7 separate regions of the Mus musculus genome follow, and regions 1, 2, 3, 5, 6 and 7 are each linked to region 4. The links are chromatin contacts, called in public HiChIP or PLAC-seq and promoter capture Hi-C maps. All regions are on one chromosome and are shown on one strand. Each heading gives the region's core, a stretch centred on a gene start, on an enhancer-like site or on the middle of the called end of the contact. The rest is flanking DNA. Distances are from core to core; before and after follow the strand shown.

The links. Promoter capture Hi-C pulls out the DNA fragments that hold promoters and counts their contacts. HiChIP or PLAC-seq counts read pairs in DNA pulled down with a chosen protein or histone mark. Capture Hi-C pulls out chosen DNA fragments and counts their contacts.
Region 1: an H3K4me3 HiChIP or PLAC-seq map of pro-B cells shows a contact between it and region 4, with 7 times the contacts expected there. The contact joins the enhancer-like site here to the promoter of Arid5a in region 4. A contact is called at or near these places in 3 of 39 promoter capture datasets (the C10 cell line, hippocampal neurons and pre-B cells) and 2 of 115 datasets of contacts at active chromatin or transcription factors (embryonic stem cells and pro-B cells).
Region 2: a promoter capture Hi-C map of pre-B cells shows a contact between it and region 4, with 7 times the contacts expected there. The contact joins the promoter of Ptpn18 here to the promoter of Arid5a in region 4. A contact is called at or near these places in 5 of 39 promoter capture datasets (the C10 cell line, cranial neural crest, embryonic stem cells and 2 more) and 1 of 115 datasets of contacts at active chromatin or transcription factors (large pre-B cells).
Region 3: a promoter capture Hi-C map of adipose tissue shows a contact between it and region 4, with 3 times the contacts expected there. The contact joins the promoter of Mrpl30 here to the promoter of Arid5a in region 4. A contact is called at or near these places in 1 of 484 Hi-C or Micro-C datasets (CD4 T cells) and 1 of 9 other capture datasets (adipose tissue).
Region 5: a promoter capture Hi-C map of embryonic stem cells shows a contact between it and region 4, with 5 times the contacts expected there. The contact joins the promoter of Amer3 here to the promoter of Arid5a in region 4. A contact is called at or near these places in 2 of 39 promoter capture datasets (embryonic stem cells and hippocampal neurons) and 1 of 115 datasets of contacts at active chromatin or transcription factors (astrocytes).
Region 6: a contact with region 4 is called in an H3K27ac HiChIP or PLAC-seq map of thymic regulatory T cells, with 6 times the contacts expected there. The contact joins the enhancer-like site here to the promoter of Arid5a in region 4. A contact is called at or near these places in 3 of 39 promoter capture datasets (the 3T3-L1 cell line, embryonic stem cells and second pharyngeal arch cranial neural crest), 1 of 484 Hi-C or Micro-C datasets (cortical neurons), 5 of 115 datasets of contacts at active chromatin or transcription factors (acute myeloid leukemia, astrocytes, embryonic stem cells and 2 more) and 1 of 9 other capture datasets (macrophages).
Region 7: an HNF4G HiChIP or PLAC-seq map of pancreatic cancer cells shows a contact between it and region 4. The contact joins the promoter of 4930556I23Rik here to the promoter of Arid5a in region 4. A contact is called at or near these places in 2 of 39 promoter capture datasets (liver and pre-B cells) and 1 of 115 datasets of contacts at active chromatin or transcription factors (pancreatic cancer cells).

The regions. Positions count from the first base shown.
Region 1 is chr1:34,477,852-34,480,551 of GRCm38.p6, forward strand. 4930568A12Rik (a long non-coding RNA gene) reads right to left here. Exons shown (of 6, transcript XR_865327.2): 5 at 2,305-2,384. Among named protein-coding and RNA genes, the nearest start is that of Gm32566, 5.1 kb to the right of the region's middle. Within about 2 kb of position 1,355, at least 63 of the 459 cell types and tissues checked have an H3K27ac peak or open chromatin away from gene starts, as enhancers often do. A contact at or near this core is called in pre-B cells and pro-B cells, where this site is marked.
Region 2 is chr1:34,458,426-34,461,125 of GRCm38.p6, forward strand. It overlaps Ptpn18 (protein tyrosine phosphatase, non-receptor type 18), which reads left to right and starts at 1,321. Exons shown (of 15, transcript NM_011206.2): 1 at 1,321-1,491. The coding sequence starts at 1,399. It overlaps Gm32504 (a long non-coding RNA gene), which reads right to left and starts at 2,610. Exons shown (of 4, transcript XR_373299.3): 1 at 1,334-2,610; 2 at 996-1,238; 3 at 1-839.
Region 3 is chr1:37,889,196-37,891,895 of GRCm38.p6, forward strand. It overlaps Mrpl30 (mitochondrial ribosomal protein L30), which reads left to right and starts at 1,282. Exons shown (of 6, transcript NM_027098.3): 1 at 1,282-1,389. Mitd1 (MIT, microtubule interacting and transport, domain containing 1) reads right to left here and starts at 1,216. Exons shown (of 7, transcript NM_026913.3): 1 at 965-1,216. The coding sequence starts at 1,115.
Region 4 is chr1:36,306,449-36,309,238 of GRCm38.p6, forward strand. Arid5a (AT rich interactive domain 5A (MRF1-like)) reads left to right here and starts at 1,285. Exons shown (of 7, transcript NM_001172205.1): 1 at 1,285-1,388. The coding sequence starts at 1,385.
Region 5 is chr1:34,578,345-34,581,117 of GRCm38.p6, forward strand. It overlaps Amer3 (APC membrane recruitment 3), which reads left to right and starts at 1,349. Exons shown (of 2, transcript NM_213727.2): 1 at 1,349-1,422.
Region 6 is chr1:34,825,133-34,827,898 of GRCm38.p6, forward strand. The region is part of intron 3 of Fam168b (family with sequence similarity 168, member B); the gene reads right to left. Among named protein-coding and RNA genes, the nearest start is that of Fam168b, 17 kb to the right of the region's middle. Within about 2 kb of position 1,274, at least 11 of the 459 cell types and tissues checked have an H3K27ac peak or open chromatin away from gene starts, as enhancers often do. A contact at or near this core is called in thymic regulatory T cells, where this site is marked.
Region 7 is chr1:37,613,243-37,615,942 of GRCm38.p6, forward strand. It overlaps 4930556I23Rik (a long non-coding RNA gene), which reads left to right and starts at 1,265. Exons shown (of 2, transcript XR_373329.1): 1 at 1,265-1,325; 2 at 1,657-2,131. Cracdl (capping protein inhibiting regulator of actin like) reads right to left here. Exons shown (of 10, transcript NM_028096.1): 8 at 1,239-1,426; 9 at 95-239.

The DNA of each region.
Region 1 (2,700 bases), core at 105-2,604, 1.8 Mb before region 4:
CGATGAAAGATTTGTCAGATTTGTCAGATTTGTCCGTTCATCCCCTGTGTCAGATTTGTCCGTCCATCCCCTGTGTGATCCCTACTTAGAACATTTGTCTGTCTGGCACCTTAAAATTGTAAGTGATAGCTGGGCGGTGGTGGCGCACGCCTTTAACCCCAGCACTTGGGAGGCAGAGACAGGCAGATTTCTGAGTTCAAGGCCAGCCTGGTCTACAAAGTGAGTTCCAGGACAGCCAGGGCTACACAGAGAAACCCTGTCTCGAAAAAAAAACCAAATTAAAAAAAAATTGTGTGTGACACACACACACACACACACACACACACACACACACACATTCAGCAAGCAGTACTTGACTGCATTATTTTTGGAACTCACTCTGTAGACCAGGCTAGTCTTGAACTCACAGAGATCTGGCTGTCCCCTGCCTCCTGAGTGCTAGGATTAAAGGTGTGTACCACCACCATTCAGCATTCAGACATTTAAAATATATGTGTTATGAATATTTTCCTCCATGAACCTATATCCATGGGAGACTCTGCATCATTTTATAGAATGATGCCTATCAATTATAATTTAAACAAAACAAGTAGAAACACAAATAGCCAAATTAATGCTTGAAAATGTGTTCAACATCCTTAGCTATCAGGGAACTGCAAATTAACACTCCTTTGCGAGTTTGTCTTGTCTCAGGCAGAATGTCCAGCATCAAGAAAACAAAGTGCGGGTGAGGATGTGGGGGAAAGAGGACTCTATGTCCAACATGGGTGGGAATGTAAACTTGTGTGGCCTCTATGGAAATCAGGCCGGAAGCTCCTTAACAGATTGAAAATAGAACTGCCAAATGCCCCAGCTATACCATTCTTGGGTGCAAACCTGAAGGACTCTTAGTTGACATGTTATGGATACTTGAGCATTCATGCTTGTAGATATACAGGGTACTGTAGCCAGAAATTAGAGCAGCAAAGAGATCCATCAACAGATGAATGGATTTTTAAAAATGTGGTACATATGCACAATAGAGTCCAATGCAGCCGTGGGGAAAAGTTAAGGCATGACATTTGCAGGGTGTGATTGTGACTGGAACCTATTACGATACTCAAATGAAGCCAGACTCAGAAAGGAAGTAGCCACATCTATGTCGTTTGTGGTGCTTACATTTAAAATGGTGTGAGTGTGTGTGTGTGTGTGTGTGTGTGTGTGTGTGTGTGTGTGTGTGTGTGTGTGGTTAAAGGCATGTGTCACTTCCCCGGAACACTTATCAGTTTTTAAAACTTGAAAAGCACCATGTTTTCTAGATACCGAGTACAGGAAGAGGAAGCAATAAATGGTCACCGAAGTGTCAAGTGCCAAGACATCAGTGCAAAAGGGCAGAAAGCAAACAGAGGACTGACTTAGGTCTGACCAGCCGAAGGAGAGACAGGGTAGTGGGGCTTCTTCTAGGGTTTGCACCAAAAAGGAGCATTACCATAGAGTGCCTGCTCCTCGGGGTCACAAAACCCAAAGCTGACGGTGTTAGACCCAAGGGAAAAACATTTCCATGACTGTCTGATTAAGTAAGCTTTATTTAGATCGGCCACATGGCTGCCTTCCCCTAAGTCGGAGTTTCAGAGAACAGCCCCTCACTGGCTGCTTTATAGGGAAGGGTTAGAGCTGATAGAGAACAGCTGTTGGGATGATTGGCTGTTAGCACCTAGCCAGAAAGAGCAGGAGCACAGGGGGCTCAAGGCTGTTTGTGGGGTAGATAGAGCAGGAATACATCGGGTGGAATGGGAGCCACCATGAGTGTCCAGGAATTTAGCAAGGCAATGGGGGTGGGCATCCATTATGGGGTTACAGGTTCAGCATAGGTTGAAAACAGTTTGCAGGGTTTCTTAGGTTTAGGAAACAGAAGCTGAGTCTTGGAAGGTGTGGAGTGTTAGTAACAATGTATAACAATGTGGCTCCTGTTTTGTTTTCAGTGAGTCTAAGCACATGTGCTAACCACTTTTCTGGTTGTGGTGGTCAAATTGCTGTCAAGGAGCAGTTTAAGGGAATAAGGGTATTTGGGCTCAGGGCTTCAGGGTCCATAGTCCACCCTGGTGGGAAAGGCATGTCAGCAGGAGCGCTGAGGCAGCTGGCCTTTGCTATGGCCTCGTTATTAAGAAGCTGACAGAGATGAACACTGGTACTCAGCTCACTTTCTCGTTCCTTTAAGTCCATGCCCATGAGGTCGGCTGCCCACATTCAGGATGGGTCTTTCCTTCTCTCATATGCACACACCACACATACATACATGTGAATGAAAAAGAGGCATGTACTCACAGGGCGTGGTGGTGCACAATTATCCTTGAACCCTAGGATGCTGAGGCAGGATGCTGAGATCTAGATTGAAGCCCATCTGTCTCGAATACATAGAAACATTTCTGAGTGAAGAAACAAAGAAGTGTAATTCTCTCCCCCCCCCCCTCAGGTTTCTCAGTCCTAGCTATCCTGGAACTGTAAACCAGGTTAGCCTAGAAGTCAGAGATTTGTCTGCCTCTGCCTTTGAATTAAAGGTGTGCCACATCACCTGGCTGCATGTAACTTCTTTTAAGCTAGGGACTTAACTCAGAGTCTCCCATGATACACTTGTACTCTACCAATGAACAACACTCCCCAAACACATGACAAGTACCCACTGTTTAAAATTTGTCTTCAATTTCTAAGGTACCCTCCCCT
Region 2 (2,700 bases), core at 71-2,570, 1.8 Mb before region 4:
GACAGGATTTCTCTGTATAGCCCTGGGTGTCCTGGAACTCACTCTGTGGACCAGGCTGCCCTCGAACTCAGAAATCCACCTGCTTCTGCCTCCCAAGTGCTGGGGTTAAAGGCGTGTGCCACCACCGCTCCGCTCAGCATGCTTAAAGCACTTTCAATTCGCCTTAGCCCTACTTTTGCACACGACCCCAAACGGATCTCCTCAGAGCCCTCCCTCAACAGAGAGTTGGCAATGCTTGAAATTCTTTGGTTCCCTTGCAGGTGGTGCTACTCCATCTGCTGAAGCCTGTTTTGGAAAGAACCCCCTTTTATTTTCTTTTGTGTGTAGGGAGATACACCCTCACTATAGAGCCTGTGTAGTTGTCCAAGGACAACACTCTGGAGTCGATTTTCTCCTTCCACCATGTGGGTCCTAGGTATCAAATCCAGGTTGTCATGTTTATTTAGTGGCAAGGCATTTACCTACTGAACCATTCCACCATCATTAAAACATTTTCCTTTCTCTCTCTCTCTCTCTCTCTCTCTCTCTCCCTTCCTTCCTTCCTTCCTTTCTTCCATTTTTTTTTTTAACTTTGAGACAGGATTTCATCACAAGCTAACTTTGAATTCACAATGTAAGCTAGGGTGACCTTGACTTTCTGATTTTCTTGCCTCCACCTTGTGAATGCTGGGACAGGCACTCTACCAATTCAGCTACAAACCTTAGCACGGCTCTTCTCCAGTCTTTAGTCTCCAGGACCCCAGGAGCTTCAGCATAAGATCTTCTTCAAACTCCTGAAGGGGGACGGAGTGAGTGTTGAGACCACTTTTCCTCCCAATGCCTCTCTAGTCTCTTCCTCCCTGAGGGGTATGGGTTAAGATCCACAAGTTAGGACTGAATCCTGGTGTCCCCGCTTTTCCAGCAGGTTCCAAAAGTGAAATCACACCCCCTACCCTCAGAAATAGGCCTTTTCCCAGAGCAAAGTGCAGGGAATATATTTATTCGAAGTCCCCGACCTCTCTCATATTCCGCTGTCGCACGACTGTGAACCTCAGCGCTCGCAGGACTCCGGAGCAACCTTGGGAACCCGGCCTGCGAGATTGAGAGCGCAGCCATCCCCCTGGAAAGGCCAATGGGACTGAGCGTTCCGTGCGGACTCCACCAGCTTCACGGCAGCCGAAGCACCCGAGGCGCCAGTGGGGAATTGCGGGACCCGCAGCTACTTGGACGGCCAGTTCGGCTGCGGTGGCAGCCAGCACCTATGGGCGGGACGAACGGAGTGAACTCCTAGTGCCATTGGCCGAGGAGCCTGCCAATTACCGGTCTTCATTGGCTGCTGGAATGGAGGCCCCACCTCGCAGTGGCTAAATTCTCGGAGTCGGATCACTCCTTGTGGGAGACCTCAGAGCGGGTCGCAGCATGAGTCGCCATACGGACTTGGTGAGGAGCTTCTTGGAGCAGCTGGAGGCCCGGGACTACCGGGAGGGGGCAATCCTCGCTCGTGAGTTCAGCGTGAGTGACACTCCAGCCATCAAGCTTCGCAGCCAGGCGCTCCCCACGGCTGTCCACCTGTGCAATATGAAAGCTCTGCCTTTTCCTCTCAGCTCCCGGGGCGTCTCCTCCCTCCTGCTCTCGGCTTTCCTCTTCCCGCACTTCTCTCACCCTGACTCTCCCAGCCTTCCGCACTTTGCCCACAGGTGCCCAGAGGGTGAAGACGGCTACTGTTTAGGAGGAGCCAGACACACTCAGGTGTCGGTGTCGAGCTCCCGGTGCAATCTTCTCCCTAGCGGGGCCGTGGCTTCCGCCGTGGAGGGAGGCAACACACCTGCGCTGGACTCGAGTCCCCAACCCGGGCCACTCCTGGGTCACCTTGTAATCCCAGGGAGGAAGTGGTTTGGGGCAGCAGAAAGAGGAACGAGGAAACTTGTAGCCTAGCCTAGGTTTCGCGTTACCAGTCTATCCTAGGGCTTTTCAGAACTGTGGCCCTGGGAGCTCTGACTTCATTTTCACCTGTTTTGAATTGTGAATGATAAAAGACAAGCCGGTTTGAAAATTAGGTGGTTTGGGTAGATGCACCTAGCACGCGTTGGGTATTCACTGGCTATATTAACTGTATGCACCTGCCTTTAACATGGTTTACAAAGGTTGTAAACGTTACCTCGGGCCAATCAAGCTTGTGAGAGCTACTGCCACTCAACAGCCATGGCACACAACATGTAATGACGTATTTTAAATAGAGTGACATGATCCAAATACGTAATACACTATCTCAAACTTAGAAATGTAAATGACAATGATATAAAAATAAGTGTGACATTAAATGATCACTTACAGCCTGGCATGGTGGCACATGCCTGTAATTCTAGCAGTTGGTAGCCTAAAACCGGGGGATAACCATGAGTTCAAGGCCAGCCTGAATTACATAATTTTGTGACCACTCTGGAATACTCTGGAGATTGTTTCAAAGAATGAAAAAGATAGTTTACACAGGCCAATATGTAAACCAGTAACAGTGAAACTCTGGTGGTGGTGCATGCCTTTAATCCTAGCACTTGGAGGCAGGGAAAGGAAGGTTACTGTAAGTCTGAGGTCAGTCTGGTCTACACAGTGAACTCCAGGACAGCCAGGGATATGTAGGAAGACCTTGTCTCTAAAACAATAAAAAAACCAACCAAACAAAAAAAATAACCCCAACTAACTAAATAAGCAAAACAAACAAAC
Region 3 (2,700 bases), core at 32-2,531, 1.6 Mb after region 4:
AACTCATTCATAAGACCCTATTGCTAAAGATGCCACATGCCTTGACCACAGGTCGAGAACAAACTGGAGCTGGTTGAAAGCGTCCTCCTTGTTGGATAGTACCACGGTGTTGGATGGTGCTACTCAAGCTGCTGGGGGAGAAATGTCTTACTCAGCCACTCCCTCTGTTAAAACCAACCATCTGGGAAAGATGAGCCCATTGGCGCAATCGTGGTAAATGTGGTACCCAACTGCTTTCTGATTGGATGTGAAGTCTGCTTGACAAGAGGGACTCTCATCTGGTACTTTATACCTAACTAAAAATCAAGACTGTGGCGGTCCTAGGCCCTAGGGGCCGTACTACTACTGCTGTAGTTTTATTAAATCAACATGATGTATCTGCCAAACTGCCCTCTACCTCATTATGTTTATGCCCATAGAGCAGTGCTGTAGTCCACATGGTCAGAGAAGCCTCTTCCACCAGTACCGGGTAGTGACTGCAGAGACTGACAACTGGTTGGTGCACATAGAATAAATGGCCGTGGAATGCACCCCCATCTTGAGAATGAATATATAATCATTGATGGAGGAGGGAGAGACAATTTAGTCAGTGCTGTAGTCGCTGGTAACGTGCACATAGCTCTGTAAACAAACTTCCACCCTAGTGAAACTCAATGGATCATAGTTGGGGTGAGGGCAGGAAGGTGAGCCAGAGGAAGGAGAAAAATCATGTCACAAACTGACAACAACGAAGAATAAAATTGATTCAAACGCAAGACCTATCAAGCCTTATAGATTATATTTGGTTATGCCTCTTATGGTCCTTAGCGATAACATCGGTCTATTGCAAAGGCCACCACCTCCGTTGTCCTGCAGATTATCAGAATATAACTCCTGAATTTGAATGCTTCCTGGTAGTTAGTAAGTTTCGTTTTCTTAAGTTTCCGCTCAGTCCCAGACAGAGCGGAAACCGAAACTCGCTCACCTTTCAGAACCTGCAAGAGCATGTCAATCCCCTCCTGGTAACACACCAGAGCCTGCTGGTACCGGGACTCTGCATCCAGCTCTACTGCCCGCTTTAGTACCGCCACCGCCGCAGTGCTATCGGAATCCTGTCCCAGGCTGGACTTAGCCATCACTGTGACAACTCCTGGGCACCGCCAGCAAATTCCAAGAGCTGACCCACTGCGCTTCCAGGAAGCGCACGCGTGACGCCGCTGCGCCTGCGCTGTCTTCTATGGCGCGTTGTGAATGGGCCGGGACAAAAAAAAAAAAAAACCTTTCCCGGAACCAAAGAACCGTACGGTCTGTGACGGCAACGGCGTGGTTTGAATGTTGCACTGGGTCCACCTGCCTCTGTTCCTCTCCTTCCGGCTGCGGGGACGTTCGGAGTGGACACAGCGGTCGCCGGTGAGTGCGGTCGTGGGAGCTAGAGGCTCTCTCTGCAGTTACGAAATGACTTTCTTTCTGTTTCGAGTTGGAGGTCCCGCAGACCTATTTCTTGATCTTCTGAAAGCAGCCAGGTTGTCACTTTATTCGAGTCGTGCTGCGACGCGCGTGTCTCTGAGAGTCTCACTCGTGTAGATCTAGGTCCGAGCCATCCAAGCGTCAGTGAAATTTATTATTTTTTTTTAAGAAGGCAAAACTTGCTTAATTTTAAGATGTTGCGATTTTAGAGTGCTGAGTTTTTGGAGTTGCTGTTTATTAAAGACAGTGATTTTGCAGGCCCCTGTGATTGTCACTTGTTAAAGCAGCTGCTTTTGGTGGCTGAGAGGCCGTTATGACGGCTGCCTACTACCTTTACGTCCTGGGAATTCGAAGAAGAGAGACATTTGTTGATTTCAGAGAACGCGGTTGATTGCACGGGAAATTCAGTGTTCTGTATTTTCAGGAATGTTCACTCCTCGTTATAGATATATACCTTGACCCTTTAGAAAGAGAAATTAATTAAAGAACCACTTACGAGCTGGTGTTGTAGTTTAGGGGTAAAGAGCTGTTTACGTGCATAACCATTGTAAAAAAGCAAAACAACAACAAAACTCCAGCAAACCTTTCGGGGTGAGGGAGAGGAAAAATGGTTTTGGCAGCCTTTTGTTTTTCTGTGTATACTCATATATTAACATATTAGAAAATAGAAATAGGTTATATATCCCATGTGATAAATGGTATTTTTCAGTTTATTTTTATGTGTATGGGTGTTTTGCCTGTCATATCTACACCATGTGCGTGTAGTGCCCATGGAGGCCAGAAGATAGTCAGATCCCCTGGAACTAGATAGAGTTAAAAAAACATTTGTAAGCTTCCAGGTGGTCACCGGGAATTAAATGTGGGACCTCTGGAAGAGCAGCCAGTGCTCATAACTGCTGAGCCATGTCTCCAGCCCCATTTTTCTGGTATTTGCAACAGTACAGAGGAAAGTTGTTGTACAGTAGATGGCAGTATAATTGCTTCAAGGTCCAAAAGCTACGCACATAAGAATAATGCCTACTGTATTGAAATGAGTTGCAGCTCAGAGCACTTATATTCTGTATGCAAGGCTATGGGTTCAATCCCCAGTACCTTCCCTCACCAAAAGGAAAAACAACAACAACAAAAAGCAGTTTTGATGGTGCTGCCTGCTTATATCTGAAATTAAACTTCAGCAGAGAATCTTGAGTGCCGAAGCTGCTTTGAGAGACACATCTATGACTTGAGCAGATCCAAACCAAAATATAAAGTCCT
Region 4 (2,790 bases), core at 35-2,534:
ATGTATCCAATCCAGGAGGTAGTGGATGGTCTATACTGCAACACTGAAGGCAGCGTGCAGATCTCCATACCTAACCTGGCACTGTAGCTAACCCAACCAATCGACCCTTACCAAATGAACACAGTGACTAGAAGCCTGTGAAGTTTCCAGGTGGTATCTCTTGGTAGATTGCATCTCTGCTAGAGTCTTGGATCTCTTGGGGTGGACTGGGGTTTGTAATCTTGGATGTGGGAGGCACTGTTACAATCATTGTTCTGCTCGTTATTCTGAGCAGTTAATAAATATCAACCACAATATTGCCTGTTACCAGATCGGCAAGCACTGGTTTATTACAATTATCCACCAAGCTCACTGGTGTCTGCTCCAGGCTGAGCTTGCAGATCTGCCATTCCAGAGCTTATGGATAAAGCCCAGAGGGTCAAAGTCATCAAATGCAGACTGTCCATTTGTTCAGTGTGAAGGGGAACACTAAAATGTTGGGGGCTAACTATGAAGCCTTCCTCTGTGCCCCAATTCTCTAGCCCTACCACCGACCAGTAATATGAGCTAATTAATCACCCAGGCCTGTTTTGCTCTATATAATGAAGATAATGATGGTATGAAATGCACCGAGCTGTATGAGTATTATAGTTAATCAACAGAATTTGATTCCGGGGATACTAACTACATAATAGGAACAGAGTTCGAGTTCAAGCTAATAAGGCTTTCTGCTTTTAAATCTCAAGTTTTAGCGTCATCTTCTATAACCCACACGGGTCCAAATGACTGTTCTCTCTACTAATCTTGTCCACATTCACCCTCAACTCGTTCACTTCCTCTTTGCACGGTCCATCTTGTGGCTTTCACTCAGTCTACATGACATATGTAGACATGGGCATTTTGGGCATTAGGCCTGGACCACAGACTTTCTAGATTGGCCTCTGGTAGGCTAACAGTACTTACTGTGTAAAGTTGGAAAGGATGGAACCGGCCAGGACCACTTCAGGTAAAAGCCAGAAGCACTTTATTTAACCCCACCCAGTCTTTGGCAAGCTACAAAGAGCGGGCAGTTTTTCTAAGACTCTAGTTTTGCCTCTAGGGAAACCAACAGACATGCGACAGCAGTTGATTCTTGAGTTTCTTACATCAGCCCCTAGCTGCAAAGTGGGCGCACACTACAACTCCCAGACGTCCTCGGGTCTAAGGGGGCGGAGTCTGCTCCGCTCTAGAAAATAGGATTCACCAATGGGCGCCCAGAGCGCTGGGGGGGGGCGGGTCCATGGGCGGGTCCGCGGGGGAGGAGGCAGTCGAGCGGCGCCGGTAGTCAGTCGCGCCGAGAGCGCTGGGACAGGACGGCTGTGCGTGTAGAGGGTCTCTGCATAGCGACGCGCGCTCTCGCTGGGCCATGGGTAAGCGGCTGGCGGGCGGCGCCGGGGTCAGAGGGCTGGGGTCCCAGAGCGATCGTGGCTCTCAGGGTAACCCGAATGTCTGCGTGCTCTCTTCTCGTGGAAAGTCGGGGCGGCCAGGGGCTTCCCAGGCGTTTATCTCGAAACTCTCCTCTCCGAGTCTGGACTGAAATTCACTGAGCCGCCCACACTTCCTGCTGCGGTTTCAATCTCGAGCTGCTCTGGGCCCATTTGTTGTGACAGCTGTCAGCAGCAGCTTCTCGGCCGCGGGCCCCTCCCTGCCCCGTGCCAGCCCAGCGCTTCGCTTCTCAGAAACCGAGGCGCCCGGGCCGCGCGCAGCGCTTCCCACTGCGGCCGCGATTCCTGAAAGTGACTGCGCGGGTTTTGAAGAAATTGCTCAATGCGCTTTGAAGAATCAACGGTTCCTCTTTTCTGCCAAGGGACATGCTGATGGTTTGACGGTCACACGCTTCAGATCCCCTGCTCCTTCTCTCTTCTCTTTCCTTTTTCTTTTTGTTTCTTTTTCTTTCCAACCCCCAGCAGGAAAGACGGTTTCTTTTTACCCGCCTGATCTTCTGAGTTTCCCTCTTTTCCCTCGGGTCTCTTCAAAGGGACAGGGTGATGGCCCTGGACTGGGGGTGTTTAGTGGACCGAGGGCAGAAGCTCAGGCTGCCAGAGTGCGACGAACAAGTTTGGCTTTGCTCTTATTGCGAACTAGGGGCACAACCACACCACCGATCTGTGGCCCTTTGCACTCACTACCCAGGCGTTGCTCCCTGGCCGGGGTCACATCCCACACCTAACCCACAGGCACAGTGGGGCCAACCGTAGGCCGGGAAGGCCTCAAATTAATCCCAAATTGTGCTGCTCAGGCTGTATCCCCTAGTTTGCAGAGTCTTTCATTTCAGATGAGTGTAACAGGTGCTCCTTGCCCCGCCCCGCGGGCACTGCTGGGAATTGATGCAAATCTAAGGATCTCAGTGTCTAAAGAGGATGGATGCCTGGGCAGGGGAGGGTGAGGAATGTTAAGCTAGAGGGTCTGTCTCTACAGCAGTTAGTGTCCTAAATGACTGCTTGGCCTAGAACTTGAAGTGACAGAGGCAGAATGGCCTAGAATTATATACCCCACCCCGTCTTCTATTACAGAGAAACTGAGGCATAGAGACAGACTAAGGTCTGACAGTGAGGGAGGACCAGGCTTCAAAAACTCCTTGCTCTTTCTCTTCTTTCCTAGTGGCCTTCCGCTGCCCTCGGTGGGAAGCTGATCTGTAATGATCTAGATTGCCTCTTGGACGAGTGTAGCAGGCACCGTGCTAGGGTGAGGAGAGGAGGAGAAAGGAAAAGTGAGGTCCGGAAGTTCCCTGTGTAGGGGTTTTGGCCTTCTGTTGAGTCAACCTCTGCAGCT
Region 5 (2,773 bases), core at 99-2,598, 1.7 Mb before region 4:
GTGTGTGTGTGTGTGTGTGTGTGTGTGTGTGTGTGTGTTCGAGTGTGTGTTTGTGTGTGTGTGTGTGGTGGTGGGGAGTGTTGGGCAAAAAGAAGATCAGATGATCCTTGGTCAATTAGACCTACCAGACCTACTAAATGATGAGCTTCCCGTCCAGGGTTCAGCAAAAGACTCTCTCCAGAGACATTAACAAAGTAAAACCGTTGAGGCAGACACTCAACCTTTGGCCTCCACAGGCCTATGCCACGCATGCGCATGTGCACACATCCACACAGGGCACACACACACACACACCACACTTAGTGGGAGGTTTGTGTAGAAAGAAGATTCAACCGTGTAGCTCCCCTAGAAATGGGTCATCTCCCTGGCTGGCAGAGAGAAGTTTCAACTGGTTAAGGCTTGCCAAAGCACTGCAGATCAAAAGGTTGGAAAAACCTTGAGTGCGGGACTTTTTAGATGTAGGACAGAGAGGGAGCCTTCTGGCTCAAAGAAGTGCGTGGTCTTTGTCAGTCACCACCCCTCTTATTCCCTGGTTCTCAGCCTAATCCTAACTGGCTCCTTTGCAACTGCTCTTCAGCCTGCTCACACTTGTGACTAGCCCCTTGTTGAGATCAGCCTTTCCCAAACAGAAGCAGTTAGGCTTCCCATCCTTGGCTCCACCCCGGCAGGAGACAAGACCGCCTAAACGCTAGCGGAGTTTCTTTACCCTTTATCCCCACCTGCCAGCTCAGCCCTGGACACTGGACCAGCCTGGGGGGCCCTCGTCCTCAGTTCTGCGGGAGGGGTTCCCCAAATCGTTTCTGTTTGATCTTCAAGACTGCGGCAGGGGGATAGCATCAGCAGACCACACAGTAAGTGCGTGGAAAGGAAATGTCTCTTTTAATTTATGATTTTCTTCCTCCCCACATTGACTTGCTCATTCTTCCAAGCCTTAGAATCCTGAATCTTCAGTAAGACTGCTAGAGAGGCTGTGTGTGACATCGTCTTTTGGAAAGAGCTGGAGTCAGCGGGTCCTGGACCTGCGGGATTCAGGAGGGCGGGGGACCCACACCTGTAGTCTCCGGGTATACGGGGACCCCCGGACTGAGGACCAAAGGGGTTTAGGGATGCAAAACCCACAGCATTATGGGAGCAGCTAGGTGGGCAGAGGGAGAGAGCTAGAACAAAGCCAGCAATTCTGTGTGGCGGCGGCGCAGTGGCGGCTAAGTCTCCTCGCTCCTCCGCTACTCGCCAGCGTCCTCCGGTCACCGCCCTCCCAAGCGCGGCGGAGCCGAGGCTGGTGGTGCGCGCGGGTGCCCGGAGGCCCGCCCCCAACGGCGGCGCGGAACCTGGAGCTGGCCGTGGTGCTGACGCGAGGCTCGGGCGCGCACTCGTTCCTGGCTCGGGCACGGCCGCGCCCTGCGACACTCCCCAGCCCCGGCGGTAAGTGGCTGAGGCCCCGAGAGGCTGCGTTGGTCCCTGCCTCGCTGGTCCTCATCGGGAGCTAGGGGGGACCGGGAAATGTTTGAATGCATTCTCTGTGATGGGTGGGAGAGTGAAGGGGCCCTAGATGGGCACTGCCTCCACTCCGCGGCGCCCAGAGAGGATGCGCGGGGCCTGGAGCTGAGCTCAGTGACTGGGTTAGGTTTAGGTTAGGGAATGCGAAAAACCCTGTCACCGCGACGAGGGGTCTGGGGAAGAACAAGTAAGATTATAGTGGTCCATCTGTCCATTTGGCAGAGCTCTCTAGGAGGACGTGGGCCAGGACCCTCACCCATAGGGCCCATTGTCTCCCCAGTGTGGGAGTGGGTGGTTCTCGCTGCAGATTCTATTTCTGCTTTATTACCATCCCCACCCCCATCCCAGAACACGAGAGCTTTTCCATGTCACTTGGGCCTTCACCACACCAGCAACAAGGCACTCTGCCACAGAGACAAACTACTGCCCCCTAGCCTTTGCTACCTCCTCCCCAACACCAATGAAGTCGCTGGGCAAGGTACCTCATCTAGGGCTGCTCTTCTTTAAATATGACACCTCTTCATACTTAACAGCCCGCTGTGACCTGCTAGGGTTTGGGGGAGGGGAGGGGCGAGCATTTCAAATGCTAAAACTACAGGCCATGTGGTCACTTGTTTTTCTTCTTAATTTTGCTCTATAAGATTTTTTTCCATACTAAAAGAAAAGAAGGTACAGAATTACATTCGGGGGGGGGGAGGGGTTAGAAAATCCGAGATAACTGATCAAAAAATTGTCACTATATGGAAAAAATAGAGAGGTCGCTTCGTGAAGTGTTAATTTTGTAGTAAACTCCTGTCCTGGTGTGCTGAGAGTCAGAAGCAGACACGAACATCTCCATGATCGCCTTTCTGCTGATCTCTGATGTAGTTTCAGATTCACATTCCTTTCCCCCCATTCTCTCTTGTCCCAAGTTTCCACTTTCACCTGTAGCTCCTCACACTCCGTCCAGGGTCCTTGGGTCAGCTATGGCCTCCTGACTGATCTCCTGGCCTGTTCCCATTGCTCTTTCAGTCACCGCTGCATCCATGTTTATATGTCTCTTTTCCTTGGGGCCTTTTGCAGGGTGTGTCCACTGTCTAGAATGCACTTTCTGTGTCTCCTTGGTCTTCTGCTGTCTTTTAGGTTTTCACATCCTTGAAAGAGAATGGATTAAATAAGTGTCCTGCATGGGTTCTGAGCTCATGGAATGCAAAGGTTCATATTAGAGGTGAGAGGCTGCTTAGTGTAGTTGGGGGCCTGTCTTTGAAAATTATTAGCATAAATTGCGTTTGTAGAA
Region 6 (2,766 bases), core at 24-2,523, 1.5 Mb before region 4:
AAGCCTGGAATCTCATTTCAGAGATATATTTCTGGATTTAAAACATATGTTTTATTTTCATTTCTTGTTAAATACCTTTCATAAACAAGTATCAATGCCAGATAAGCACTGTGATAGCCAGCTTAATGGAACTGTTACCTGCTCTAAGATGCATCTGTATTTGTGTTTGCCTAATTACTTGCTGCAGTGTATCTCTCTTTGTCTTTTAAAAACATGCTCTGGCAGGGCATGGTGGTACAGCCTTTAATTCCAGCAGAGCCTTTAACTCTGGAGAGGTGGAGTTAGGAAGATCTCTGTGAGTTTGAGTCTAGGCTAGCCTACACAGTGAGCTCCAGGCTAGCCAGGGCTACAGTAATCACTAATCAGTTACTTTTTCCTGAGGCTTTCAGATCATCAGTGCACCCGAGGCATTCAGTGGGACAGGGGCAGGAGGACTAAGTGCCAGGCCTGCTCAAAGTCTGATCAAGATCCTCCCACAATATTGACAGTTCCAAGGACGAGATCACCATTCCCAACAATGTCACCAATCACCAAGAGTTAAGCCTTCACTAGTTCAGTTCCCATTAAGTCTACGAGCATGAAAAGCCTACTCTGAATGCATCTGTCTGCAGACCACATTTGTTCAAAATAAATGGATCTCCATTTAGATCATGGAAGAGGATATATCACCAAAGCCACCACAAGTCCCAAGGTTCTCAGACTCCTGTGACACATTTACAACTGCATTAAGAAAGGGGGCTGGAGAGATGGCTCAGGGGAAAAGAGCACTCACTGTTCTTCGGTCAGCCCTGGCACCCACATGGCAACTCACAGTCACCTCTAACTCCAGTTCCAGGGGATCTGGTGCCTTCTTCTGACCTCTGCCAGCCCAAAACTCACAACGTTATACAGGCAAACACTCATACACATACAAAAAAAAAAAACCCCACAGTATTGTGAACGTGCCCAAGAAGCCCTGCAGACGGCTTCCTCTAAGCTCGATCATATCAAGAAAGCAGCAGAACTATAGGGAAGTCCCCTCCTCCCTGGGCCCTGTGAAAGGGAGACAGCTTTTCAAGGACCCATCAAAGAAGAGTGCACGGCTCTGATTTACATCAGGCGCCAACACACCAAATGATGGGACACCAAAGCCTTCCAAGTTATTCCTGCGTTAGCCAAATTCGGAGAAGCATCTTTATTCCAAGTCTCTTGACAACACCAACACAGATAACCTGGCACTACAAAGCCACAAGACAGCTAAGAGGCCTGGTCGAGGCTGCACCCTGGCCACTGTTCCTGTTACTGCTTACCTCAGCTTTCACAGTCAAGGATCCAGCTGAAACGTACTTCAATTTAACCCAGAGCTATACAAGCTAAAAGTGAAATGCTCAGAGAAAATAAAAATAGATCTTCAAACAAAGTCTGTAAAAATAAAATTACTAAGTGCCTTAAAAATGGAGTCAGTGACTGACACAGAGTTTAAGATGCACACACTCTCTCTCCTTCTGGAGGATGCTGTGGGGTCTGAACCCATGGCCTTGCCCAAGCTGGCGACTTCTCCATCACTGACCTTGTCCAAAGCTCTTGTTCTGCTTTGTTTTTACTCATTATTGACTTAAATTTTAATTGTTGCATGTCAACCCCTGGAACTGCAGTTATAGGTTGTTATGAGCTGCCCCACATGGGTGCTAGGGCCTAAATTTACAACGGTAGCAGCTGCTCTCAACTCCTAAGCCATATCTCCATCCCCATTCACATAAAAAGATATGAAACTGAGTCTAAGATGTGCAGGCTAGCCTTGAACTCACCCTGTAGTTCAGGCAGACCTTGAACATATATATGATTCTCCTGTATCAGCCTCCAGAGTACCTGGAAGGAGCAGGTCTATGCCACTATGCCCAGAAGCAGAACCCTTTACCAGACAGTCAAATGACAAACTAACACATGAAAAGATGATCAATGTTACTGTCAAGACAGTTGAAATCAATGGGAAATCTTTAGATACCCACTAATACAGCTAGGATGGAAAGACTACTCATACTAGAGTTGCCTAGGACACAGAGGACTAGAACTAATAAACACACACCCAGAGGAACAGAGATTGTGGTCACTCTGGAAGGCTGTTTGTGGCAGACTCTTACCTGCCCTAAATCAGCTTCTTCACCCCTTTGTAGTTACTCAACACAATGAAAGCACATACCCATAGAGTTGTAACACCCAGAAAACTTCATTTGCTAAATGAATTTTTAAATACAAACTCCCAAACTCAAGCAGTATAAATGCCATTAGCTGACCAACAAATAAGCAATTGATGTTTTCCATACAGAGGGCACAAGCTAACAACAGAAGGGAGGAAGGAGGAACAGGTACTACCACAAGAGAGTCCAAGTACTTAGGCCCAGTAAAAGACGGCAGTCCAAAAATGACCCAGTACCTTCTGTGTGATTCCATTTACCAAAAAAATTAGAAACCACAACTCATCTATAACAAGAGAAAACACATGTATGATTCTTTGACAGAACCAAATTTGCCCAAACAGGTATGTTCCCTGCCACCTGTGATAGATGTACACTTCACAGCAGAAATGATCAAATGCACATTATGGGCAGTGTGTTAATTATATATACAGGAGCACTGTTTAAACATAAAGTGCCTTAAAACAGAAACAGGGTGGCAGAACTGTGGACGCCCTACTGAGTAGCACGGTGGGAAACTACTGAAGATGTGCCACACAGTCTCAGTGACAGGTGTAGGAGGGCAAGGAGTGAAAAGGAGGCAGAAACATCA
Region 7 (2,700 bases), core at 15-2,514, 1.3 Mb after region 4:
TATATATGTGTGTGTGTATGTGTAAATATATATATCTGTGTGCGCGTGCATGAGTGTGTGCCAAAGTATTTGGAAATAAAAGCCAGTCTCATACCCAAGTTCTGATGGGACAGTGAGATTCCTCTCTGTAGCCCTTCCTTGAGGTTCAGTTTTGACCCCTGCCTCTGGGTCACAGCAGGCTTTGCAGGGGTCATCAGGAAAGATTTGCTCCGGACGAAGTCACCCTGCTTCACAGACTCCTACGGAGACACAAAATGACAGGTGCTGCCCAAGGATAACAGACTCAGAGTGGGTAAATACTCCAAGTGTCTTAGCTACAAAATGTCTCTTCCAAGATGCACCCTGCTGCTGGCACTTTCTGGAAAGGGGCTCTGTGCACCGGCATCACCCACCAAAATGCCAGAGCTGACTTGTGCCAGCCTCCTGCAGCCCACGTGTGCATGGTGGCTCCTTGCTTGCCTGGACAGCCCAGTCTCAGCCCCAGATGGTATAGAGCGAGGACTCTATGTGAAAGCCGTAGGGAATGGTTTTATGATACACACTATATGGCAGCAGCTGAAATGGGCTAACATTTCGCACTGTAATTTCCCCTCCTCAATGCTACATACAGGTCTTCAGCTGTGTAGACACAACTGAGGATTGCATTAGCAGGAAGGGAAGCAGGTCCTATTGCAGCGCAGGCTCCCTTTCCTAGACAGCAGAACCCCATTTATTGTACTGGTTAGCAGAGGGTGCATCAGCACAGTTGTTGGGGTTGGTGAGAGCTGTTTTCAGTTGAATACAACATGCAACTCCAGGTTTTGGCTGTGCAGCCCCAGGTGAGGGAAAAGGGAAGCCAGCAGGCAGCAGCCAGAGCAGGCTTCATTTATCATCACACAAGGGGCTGAGGTGGAGCTGGTGACCATATTAGCGTGTGTCTGAAGGGAGCCGTTGTTTTAACTGTCTTCAATTTTTTTCCAGAGGCTGAGCTGCGTTGCCTAGGAGGCCAGAGCAGCCTCGGGCGCCACTGCATTTCTACCAGCCCACACAGGCAAAGAGGCAGCTAGCTCCATCACGGGGTCCACAAGCTGACGTACTGCCTTTGCGCATGTCAGCCATCACGGTAGGCACGGCATCTCTGTGATGTTCATGCAGGACCTCTGTGAGCACAGCGGTACCTGCTCCCACCACACCCTCACAAGATCGCTGCCCTCCTCACCCCACCCCCACCCCGAACGCCACAGAAAAAGAGTGGTAACCTGGGCTCTCTCGGCCACCTTGGCTTGCTTCCCAGTTTCTGTCTTTAGGATCCTCGACCCAGGTTTCTCTTCCTGGTTGACGGGCAGGTCTGGGGCTCCTCTTCTCTTCTGCCGGGCCATGGTGATCCAGGGTGGGGTGGGTTGCCCATCAGCCCCAGGACCTGTAGCCGCAGGAGGCTGACCCTTTTCTGTGATAAAGGCCAAGAAGGAGCAATGTTAGGCAGATAGTCCCACTCTCCCCTTCAGTCCCACCCACAGCTTCTCTCCCATACAAGGTGTGTTATATTGCTTTGCTTGGTTCAGGGGGCTGAGGAGTGGTAGGATTGAGGAGTAGAGTCTCAGAGAGACCCCCACTTCCCATTCCCCCCTGAGCCAAAGCCTCTCTTCAGCAAACTTCATTTTTTTTTTTCTTCTATAGATGTCTCAAATAGATTACCTCCTCTGGTCTGAGCCGCCAAAACCACAAGATGCAGCTGCCACCCCAACCTGTGCACTTTGGAGCTAATTTCTACCAGGGCCTTCTCTCTGGGAGGAGCTGGAATGTATGCACAGATAGGATGCCTTTGATAAGAGTCTACATTTGGGACCAGCCACCCGCCCCCACTCCGGATTTACTTGACGCGCTAAAAACATTCCCTTTGTGGGACGTGATGCCATTTCTACAACCATCTGTCTTCACCTGACACAGGAAGTTGGGGCCTGCATGGTTAACACCGGCTGTTTTTCTTCTCCTGCTCTACATTCTTTTAAAGGGCCCTCTTTGCCCTCTCCTGCCATTTCTTCACTTAGTGACCAGGAGCTCCCGCAGAACTCTTCCTGTGTCTCACCCTCACTCCCATCCCTATCCCAGAGGCAGCTACTCTCTTCGAAACAGACGGAACATTTTCTCAGGGTTTGAACTTTATTTTCTTGGCTAACAACATATTCCTCGAACAGTTCTGATAAGATTAAATTCACAACCCGAGGAACTTGCCATTCCAGTTTGAAATCAGAGCAGAGAAGTAGCTTGTTGAAGGCCAGGCCAGCCTCTCTCACCTCCTCAAAGCTCAGTGCTGGGTACTGAGCACTCTGTCACCTCTTAGCCCAAAGGCACAAGACATAGTTCTGGTAAATTCTTTATAACCTGCACTTGGATAATTTCATCTGAGCCAAAAGATACATTTTTAAAATGAGCATAAAGAGGGCTGGGGGGCCCAGGGAGGAGGGCTGGGGGGCCCAGGGAGGAGGGCTGGGGGGCCCAGGGAGGAGTGCCGGCTGCTCTGCCTGAGCACCTGAGGTTGAGTCCCAGCATCCACATGTGGCTCACAACCATCTGTAACTCTGGTTCCTCGGGTCACGCTGCCTTCTTTGGCATCGGTAGGTAGACACACGGTGCACAAACACTTGTACACGTAGAGTTAAAAACATTCAAACGAGCAGAAAAGTTATATGAGACTGCCTCTAAGGTGGTTTGGCAAGAAGG